2 separate regions of the Mus musculus genome follow, and region 1 is linked to region 2. The links are chromatin contacts, called in public HiChIP or PLAC-seq maps. All regions are on one chromosome and are shown on one strand. The core of a region is the stretch at or near the end of the contact, and the rest is flanking DNA. Distances in the headings are between cores, read along the strand shown.

Evidence for each region. HiChIP or PLAC-seq counts read pairs in DNA pulled down with a chosen protein or histone mark.
Region 1: an H3K27ac HiChIP or PLAC-seq map of microglia shows a contact between it and region 2, with 9 times the contacts expected there. The contact joins two enhancer-like sites. A contact is called at or near these places in 1 of 39 promoter capture datasets (liver), 1 of 15 datasets of contacts at CTCF or cohesin (large pre-B cells), 3 of 484 Hi-C or Micro-C datasets (B cells, large pre-B cells and pro-B cells) and 4 of 115 datasets of contacts at active chromatin or transcription factors (astrocytes, cardiomyocytes, large pre-B cells and 1 more).

Annotation. Positions count from the first base shown.
Region 1 is chr13:102,734,145-102,738,870 of GRCm38.p6, reverse strand. Mast4 (microtubule associated serine/threonine kinase family member 4) reads left to right here. Exons shown (of 29, transcript NM_175171.3): 29 at 1-4,726. The coding sequence ends at 3,869. Among named protein-coding and RNA genes, the nearest start is that of 1700099I09Rik, 24 kb to the left of the region's middle. Within about 2 kb of position 3,155, at least 8 of the 459 cell types and tissues checked have an H3K27ac peak or open chromatin away from gene starts, as enhancers often do. A contact at or near this core is called in microglia, where this site is marked.
Region 2 is chr13:101,697,314-101,701,856 of GRCm38.p6, reverse strand. Pik3r1 (phosphoinositide-3-kinase regulatory subunit 1) reads left to right here. Exons shown (of 16, transcript NM_001077495.2): 6 at 1-146; 7 at 331-410. Among named protein-coding and RNA genes, the nearest start is that of Pik3r1, 69 kb to the left of the region's middle. Within about 2 kb of position 1,851, at least 24 of the 459 cell types and tissues checked have an H3K27ac peak or open chromatin away from gene starts, as enhancers often do. A contact at or near this core is called in microglia, where this site is marked.

The sequences.
Region 1 (4,726 bases), core at 1,906-4,405, 1.0 Mb before region 2:
CAAGTTCAAGTGCCCCCAATTCTCCAGCAGGTTCAGGGCACATCCGGCCCAGCACCCTCCATGGCCTGGCTCCCAAACTCAGCGGGCAGCGATACCGCTCTGGAAGACGGAAGTCGGCTGGCAGCATCCCTCTCTCCCCGCTGGCCAGGACACCCTCTCCCACTCCACAGCCTACCTCTCCTCAGCGTTCACCATCCCCACTGTTGGGACACTCACTGGGCAATGCCAAGATCACTCAGGCCTTTCCTAGCAAGATGCACTCTCCCCCCACAATCGTCAGACACATCGTGAGGCCCAAGAGTGCAGAGCCGCCCCGCTCCCCACTGCTGAAACGGGTGCAGTCGGAGGAAAAGTTGTCACCCTCCTATGGCAGTGACAAGAAGCTTCTGTGCTCCCGCAAGCATAGCCTAGAGGTGACACAAGAGGAGGTACAGAGGGAGCAGTGTCAGCGGGAAGTGACACTGCAGAGCCTGGAAGAGAATGTGTGTGACGCTCCTTCCCTCAGTCGGGCCAGGCCAGTGGAGCAAGGCTGTCTGAAACGCCCCGTGTCCCGGAAGGTGGGCAGGCAAGAGTCTGTGGATGACCTGGACCGGGACAAGCTGAAAGCCAAGGTTGTCGTAAAGAAACCAGAAGAGAAACATGAATCGCACCAGAAACCTCACAGCCTTGGTGGTGATTCGGAAAGCTATGCTCTCTTCAGGCTAGAGGAGAGAGAGAAAAAAGTGTACTCCAAGGGGTTGGAAAGGTCAGGCCATTTTGAAAACACATCAGCAGAGTTGCCTTCTGTGGGCAGCCTGCTGAAGGACACTCTTCACAAGCAGGCCAGCGTGAGGGCCAGCGAGGGGGTGACCTCAGACGGGGCAGCTTGCAGCCTGACACCAGGGGAGCACAGCCAGTCTCTAGGTGACTTTAAGCGGGCCTCAGCTTCTGGCATTCTCCATGATAGTGTGTGCCCCATCTCTGATAGGCCTGCTCCTGGAAAGGTTGAATACTCGGAGAAGGCCTCTCAGGCCAAAGAGCTCCTTCGAAGTGAAAAACTAGACAGCAAGCTGGCCAATATTGATTACCTCAGAAAGAAAATGTCATTGGATGACAAAGATGACAGCCACTGTGCCATCCTGAAACCCAAGATAACATCTAGCGCCCATGAATGTCTGCCAGGGAACCCCATACGGCCCATGGCAGGGCAACAAGAGACCCCGCCAGCCTCTGAAAACCGGGCATTCATCAACAGTACCCACACACCTCAGATGAGTGCAGTTTCCTTTGTTCCTCTCAAAGCCTTAGCTGGCCGGGTAGAGAACGGAGGGGAGAAAGCAGGCTTAGCTGCTCCCGAGTCCCCTGTCAGGAAGAGCCCCTCCGAGTATAAGCTAGAGGGCAGGTCAGTTTCATGTCTCAAGCCGATCGAGGGCACACTGGACATTGCTCTCCTGTCTGGACCTCACGCCTCCAAAACAGAGTTGCTTTCCCCAGAGCCTGCACAGAGTCCCAGCCCAGGCATCAACGTGGGACCATGTGTGCCACTAGCTCTTCCTGGGAGCAGTGGGAAAAAGGGAGACTCCACCAGCCTGAGAGAGCCTTCCTCAGCCAACTTAAAAGTAAATAAATCTTATCTGCTGGAGCCTCGGTTCCTACCCCCGAGCCGGGCTCTCCAGGACTCTCTCGCAGCCTCTGGGCCAGAACCGAAGTCAAAGCCGGAAAGGAAGCTCATTCATCCTTCTGCCAGGAGCCCAGCAACTGTCACAGAGAGCAATCTTCAGCAGAAAGAGGGTGGTCCCGCCACACACCAAGACCGCTCCACTGACACCAGGAACCTCCCTGGCCCAGGGCAGACCCTACACAATGTGGACCTACCCAGGCTGTGTACACGTGCCCCACTCCCACCGGAAGGGACGCCCGCAAAGGAGAAGCCATGTCTGAAGGAACCCTCTGCCAAGGTGAAAAGCGAGTGGTCTGCCGTGAGGGATGACGGACACAGAGATCCCTGTGCGAAGCTGTGCCCGGCAGAGACTGGTAAAGCCAGCGACAGTTCCAAACCCCTGCCTTCCGGGGGGAGGACCCAACCCGATTTCTACAAGCAGACCCAGACTTCGGAGAAAGCATGGGCGCATGCAAAAACAAACCACAAAGATAGCCAAGATGAGGTGAAGTCCCTGGCCAGGGAGGACTCAGCTTCACTTTTATATGAAAAGGAGATAGGCCGGGCACGAAAAGGTCCTGAACCCAAACCGGAAGTTCCTGCTACCCGGTGCCCTCCTCAGCCACCAGGAATTGAGGGTGAGAAGCGAGAAAAGCTCTCCGCTGCCCCCTCTTTGCAGAAACAGGCTCCCAAAGAGCCAGACAGGAAGGAACAGACTTCGCAAAGGCCTGGAGGTAGTGGCCCTCAACAACCCCCACCCACCAAAGAGCTGTCTAACTCAGCATCCTGGCAGCACGGCAGTTCTCCGAGTCACACTTTAAAGAAGGAGCCCGGGACCAAAGCTGCCGCTGCAGAACCAAGCACCAGCCTTCATGACACTCCCCGATCTGCTACAGCCACCACCACTGCCATTGCCACCACCACCACTACCACCAGTGCCGGGCACAGTGACTGCAGTAGCCATAAGGCCCGGCCTGGCCCTGACCCCAGCCCTTCAAAGTCTAAGCACCAAGACAGGTCCCTCTCCTCACAGAAGCTGAGTGCTGGCTCTGCAAAAGGCAAAGAGCCTGTCACTCAACCCCTGGGTGGTTCCATCAGAGAAGGCAAGGGTGGCAGCAAGGGTCCAGTGGACACATTTTCTGCTGTCCTGACCACCCAGGGCAAAGCAAGTGATGTGCTTGTGCAGGGAGAAGGTCGGGTCTCAATCATTGTCCACACTGAAGAGTGTCCTCTCGATGCCAAACTGAAAAACACCAATGGAGGGTGTCCCCCAGAGATGCAGGCGAAGCATCCACCCAGACAAGGACATCTCAGTGAAGCAGCAGACCAGAAGCCACTCATTGCTGGTGAGAAGCAAAGCCCGTCTCCAAAGCATCCCAAACCATCCACTGTGAAAGATTACCCCAGTCTGTGCAGACAGACAGACAGAAGCCCAAGCCATCAGGCTACCACTGGGGACAGGAAGGCAGAAGGAAAGAAATGCACAGACGCACTTTATGTCGCAGCCCCAGAGGGCTACAAGCCAGAGGCCAGCCCTTCTCTCCACCACGGCGAGACCGGACTCAGAGGCTCAGAGAGGCCACCCATGGGCATGGGGAAGGGCTTCTCTGAGCCCAAGGGGAAAGGGCCAGGTCCCCAGAAGTCACTGGCTGAAACAGGCAAGCCCAGCGGTATGAAAAGGTCACCCTCTGCCACCGTGCAGAGCTCTCTCCGCTCAGCTGCCCCCCCAGAAAAGTCTCTGAGTTACTCAGCCAGCTTTCCCGAGGCCCAGCCTGGAGTGCGAGAGGTCCCTGCAGCCAACAGCAGCCCCTCATCTGCCAAGGCTACAGGGGGGACCTCAGAGTTCCCAGCCCCCAGCAGCAGGGACCACAGGAAGCTTCAGTCTGGAGGAGACGGCCGAAGCCAAATGATAAAGAGTGACTCTCTGCCCTCCTTCCGCCTCTCCACCTCTGCTCTGGAGTCACATTTCCAGGATCCACAGGTGCCCATCGCATCAGGCCACCGAGGCAGGGCACTGTCAGTAACTGCTGCCACAGGAGAACCCAAAGGGAGAGAGCTCGCCCAGCCTCCCCCAGTCAGGAAACAGAATGCGTGCAGAGAGGCGACCAGAGCACCCCCAGCCCCAAGCACAGATCGCTCCCTCCCTCTTTCCTCAGAGAAAGACTTCGTGGTTCGGCAGAGAAGGGGCAAGGAGACCTTAAGGAGCAGTCCTCACAAAAAGGCCTCCTAACAGGCAGCTCTGGTGGCATGGCTATGAGACCCAGCCCAAGCGTAGCTGGGACTGGGTCTTTGTCACCTTACAAACCAGCACTGTATGGGAATGTCCTCCATGCAGAGCCCAGAGGCTCATAAGGAGGAGGAGAGACAGGAAAAAAAAAAAGGGAACTTTCTTCCAGATGCCTTCCCAGTAGTAACCGGTAAAACTGTTGCCAGATAGTGTTTGTACAAAACCTGCCTTCCCAGCGATGAGCTGGTGAGGAAGAGAAGCTCTCTGTACATAACCTAGCAATGTGTTTGGGTCGGGATGTAGAGTGTGCACCTTGCAGCTGACCACCTTGCTGACCGAAGCTTTTCTAGATTGAACATATTTGTTTTTACCACGTAACCATAACGTAGTAAGAAAGCAAAGTGGTCAGGCTGGGGGAGGTGTGTGAAAAATAGAAACCCACCCGTAACTGCGTGTGTATGCCTCCACCTATGTGTTTTGGTCTGTGGTCTGAGAATAGTTCAAGGCTCCATTTGTAGAAGTAGAGTTAAAGATGAAAGGAAGCCCTAACTACAGTAGATGGTGAGGTTTTTTTTTTGTGTGTGTGTGTGTGTATGTGTGTGTGTGTATATATTTAACCAGGATTTCTGATAGTACTGAATCTGGCTACCTGTATTTCTGAGCTGCTGCTTTTGGACCCCTCCGCTAGGAGTGGCCAGGACAGGGGGAGCTGGGCATCTCTTTGACAGCCCTCGTAAGGGACATTTTGACCCTCAGGTCCAAGTGGCCCAAAAGGCAATGGTCCTTGTCTCTGGGTTATATGTCTGGTCTTCACCGGAGGGCACACAGGGACTATAAACACACTGCAGGTCAGCTTTCTT
Region 2 (4,543 bases), core at 602-3,101:
AATATACCTCATCAGTGTTGGCTTACGCTTCAGTATTTGCTCAAGCATTTTTTCAAGCTCTCTCAAGCCTCCAGCAAAAACCTTTTGAATGCAAGAGTCCTCTCTGAGATTTTCAGCCCCGTGCTTTTCAGATTTCCAGCCGCCAGGTAAGTGAAGGATGAAAAGAAGGTTCGGACGGTATGGGTGAGAGCTGATGAGTGGCCCTAAATTGATGCCTCACAGATGCACGTTTTCTGGGGACTTACTTCACACACATCAATAGGATGTAGATGAATGAAAAGAGAATTACTTTTAGAAATGATGGTTCTCACAAAATGCTCTTTGTTGCAGCTCTGATAATACTGAACACCTCATAAAAGCGATAGAGATTTTAATCTCAACGGAATGGAATGAGAGACAGCCAGCACCAGGTAAGGCTCTGCAACATTTGACATTCACTTCCGGCTCAGCTTTTTTGGACCTTGAAATCGGTGGTTTCTAGCTCCTTGGAATTAACACAGATCTCTGCAATCCATAGTAATATGCTAATTTATGGTTCATGGAAAAATAACAGTGGTGGTATTTGTGAAATGTCATATGTCGGGTTTTGCAGGTTTTAAGCTACCTTGGTTTTACTTTTTTATTTTTTATTTTTATTTAATTTACTAGCTTGATACAAGGTCTCACCATGTAGTCCAGGCTGGCCTTGAGCTCACTTTGTAGCAGAGGTTAGCCTTGACCTCAAGATTCCTTCATGTCTCCATCTTTTTGTCTCAGATGAGAATAGAGAGAGCTCCCTGGGCCTTCCACCACTTAGGCTTCGGGCTGCTGAATAAATTTATGGAGTTTGTTGCAGCTGTTGACATTTTGTTGTTGTTGTTGTTGTTTTTCCAAATCTTACAAAGTAGGGGGATTTATAATTACTATATAATTTAAAGTATTTTGGAGTGTGTGCTTTGGAAGTGACTATACCAAGAAATGTCTGTCAAAATAAACATTTTCAGTAACGCAGGCGGTATGAAAGCAGTGTTCTGCTGGGGCTGTTTAGACCAAGCCAGATGCCATTCTAAAAGCAGGTGGGCCTTCAGCTAGCCATTTAAGTCCAGGAAGTTCAGGAAGCAGGAAGAGCCTGGACCAAAGAGTTCAAACAACCTGTGATCCAGTAGCAGTTAGCTTACTGGGCTGGCCTTTTAGATTGATTGTCAGCCCTTAGCAGGAGAGCATAGTTGCAGGGCCAAGAGATAAGTTCTGCTTGTACTCCTCCTCGGTGCCAGGCTTTTCAATGGAGTACCCTGCTTCTTCTATCTGTGATGGGTAACTCACGAAGATTAGCACCGCTGTGTGAGCAGCCAGGGGGTCAGAGCATCCTACCGTGCGTTTCTGTCTGTCATTGCAAGGTCAGCTGTGGCTCTTTGCATCTGGATGAGACAGCTTGAGAGAGGTCAGGTCTTGGGCTCAAAACATGGATGAGCACCCAGGATGCAGGACCTGGAAAGAGGTTCTGTGGACTGGCTCAAAATATGGTACCTAGAGATGATGGATGAATGGTATATTCCAAAAGTTCCAAACCACAGCAGACAGCATTTAACCAGGGTGCCCAGAGCTATAGACAGTGCATCAAGGAACCTCAGCCTAGCTTGGGATTTGAGGCCAAGGGCATCACCCCATATGATCCTGAGTTTACTAGAGAATGGATTCAGGAGTGTTGGGTTATCCTTGGGAGCTGCTTTTGACCTTAACGGGGAAGAAAGAGTGTGGAGGCATGGATGTGGCTGTGAGCTATAGAGATTGCCTACCCTGAGACTCACCACACAGGCTAGGAAGGAAGAGGGGCACCAAGAATATTCAGGCCCTGAGCCAAAGGCCTGAGCTGCAAATGTTCACTTCCTCCTGCTTGCCTTTGGCTGTTTGTCGGAGAGGAGGCACAGCTGAGCTTTGTGTGCCCTGAAGGGCTTGGGATGGTGCCGAGTCGGGTGTGGGGAATCTGACGAGCTGGTCATCATGGTCTTCTTAATGGCACTCTCTGGCCTCATTGGGGAATATACATGGAAGCCCAAAGCCAGACAGGACTTTCACAAATGAATTGATTACTAAGGGCTTATTTGTCTGGGGAGGGGGGAGTTCACCACTGTAGTTTAATACAAATGGATTAAATGTCTTTTGTAAGGTTGACTTATAAGAGTAAGCACGTATCATCAGTATCCATTTTCATACTGCGGCTGATACACAGAAGAGGGCTACAGTGCCCTGCATAGACGCTTGTATACTAATTTCAAAGGAGGATTAGTTCCGTCAGCTCGGCCGAGGAATGACGGATTTGAACGGACTGGATTGTCCCAGTCCTTGTGCGGCTTCTTCAAAAGAGAGAGAGAAGAGAAAAAGAATTAAATCCAAGTAATTCTTAAGCCCTATGCGAGCCATTTTCACTTCATGCGGTATTTCTCAGCCACGATGAGCACTGTATAGGCCCCGTGGGACCAAATGGATGCTTCAGTGTCTCTCACCTGTGCAAACATTTCACTCTCCACCTACAAGAGGGTAAAAGAAGGTGCCTCCGTCCTGAGTCACCTTTGGGCTCTAGGATAGCTCCAGTGCTGTGATTGGTAGGGCACCCCCAGGCAAGGGTTTGGGTGTGTGTGACCCCAGTGGGAATGCAGTGCATTCCCAGAGGCCCTCGTCGCTAGCCCAGCACGAAAGAGTCCCTGAGGGCTTTGGAAGCTCACCTCCAGCACATCTCAAATGAATGCTCATAAACCAGTCGTTTAATAGAAACTGCTGCTCTGAACAGAAAGGAGTCGTTGAAGGATCCTTAAGTGGGGACTACAAGGAAGTATTTGTTGCAGGGCAGATTGTCTCTGGGCTGTTACCAGGTAGTACTTGGAATGATAATGCTGATGTCTGAGGCACAACTTAAATAAGGCCTGTTAAGACACAGTGTCTAAATACTAGCTGGGAGTGTACTTCTCCCAAGAGAAAGAGCTTTAGAGGTGCTGTTGGTGACATTTTAGGGTGATCAGATGAGTGGAGAAGTTCATGAAAGAGCACACCCCGAAAGGGGCCTTGAAAAGCAGATCCAGTTTTAACTGGAGGAAAGGAAAATAGCCTTTTGATTTGCAGGCAGATAGCGAATCAGGTTGTGGCAGGCTGTGCTCTCTAGGGTGTGTACACTCTCTAGGACATATGTACGTCGCCATTTCTTAATGTGTTTCTCCAAGCTGATCCACCAGGCATTGACACAAGGCCACTTTTTAAGTGACGGTGTTAATAAGGCATCACTGGGACGATGAGGAGACAAAGCTGAGAGGTTCGCTTTATGCTGCCCGACCAGTGTATGCCACACCTGGACCTGCCCAGAAGCTACCTTTGAGTTCAGCCTGTCCCATCTGCAGGTCATTACTGGATTAATCTGCCTACATTACTGGATCCATTACGAATCATGGGCCTGTTTTCAGTGTCTAATGAAAAGGCCTTCTGAAGTTCTCAGAAAGTATTGAGCTAACAAGGAGAGAGGGAAGATCTTAGGGCCATATGCAGCAAAGGATCCCAGTCCTATGTGGGTAGTTTGGGGGACAAATCTCCACGAGGTGTTTGTAGTGGAAGGAGAGTTGAACCTCTCTCCCTCGGTGGTTAGGATTTAACAAGCTGTGTGTCTTGGTGGGTGGAGTGGCCTAGGTGTCAACGCCACTCCCTCTGTCACCTTGCCAGTGTGCCCTTGCACAGTGTACAGAAAGTACAACCGTACACAGTGTTCCCAGTGCCATCCACTCTATCTGTGTCCCAACCAGTCCCGGTGTGCTTTCTCTGCAGGTTGTTAACATGGCCCATTCCCTGTGTGTGTTCTTCAGCCCCTGTTCCCTTATCTTAAACTGCCCTGTGGTTGTTGGTTGTTTGCTTTTTTACTGTAAATTTAATTGGTTCAGCTACATTTCTAAGAAGCAAAGACAAAGGCTATTCCTCATTTTGATTCATTCCAATTAGTGTCTGGAATTAGCAGCCTCCTAATTCTCCATATATACACATACACTGATAAGCTGTTCAGATTGCAGTGAAATCTCAGAAGCCAACTGATTTCCTGCACCCAGCAGCCCTCTGAGGTAAAGATTCCTTGATTTATGGAAGGAGACACAGATGGGGACAGGTGATGGGGACAGTATGCTTTCAGAGCTCTATTGTCAGCTTGCCCTCCATCCCCTCTGGTTGAGAAGTCTTCATTATATCTGAAGCTGAACAGCAGGTTTTCTGGAATTCCTTAGGCTCCTCAGACGGGGCGGGGGCAGGGAGGGGCACGGGGAGGGGGGAGCTAAGCTGATCCCACAGGGCAACCACAGTAGAGATCACTGTGAACACAGGGTACCTCTGAATACTACCCGTGTTTCGGATTTCATGGATATATTCAGAAATATTAATGTAGCATAATTGGAGGCTAATATTGCACCCGCAAGCCAGGCGGAGGAAAGAAGTGACCCCCCCACCCCCCACCTTCCCACCCCCGCTGCCCTCCTACACATGTCAAGGTTGATTTTTAACTGTTGGTGCTTTGCAAAACATCGCAGAATCCATGCAT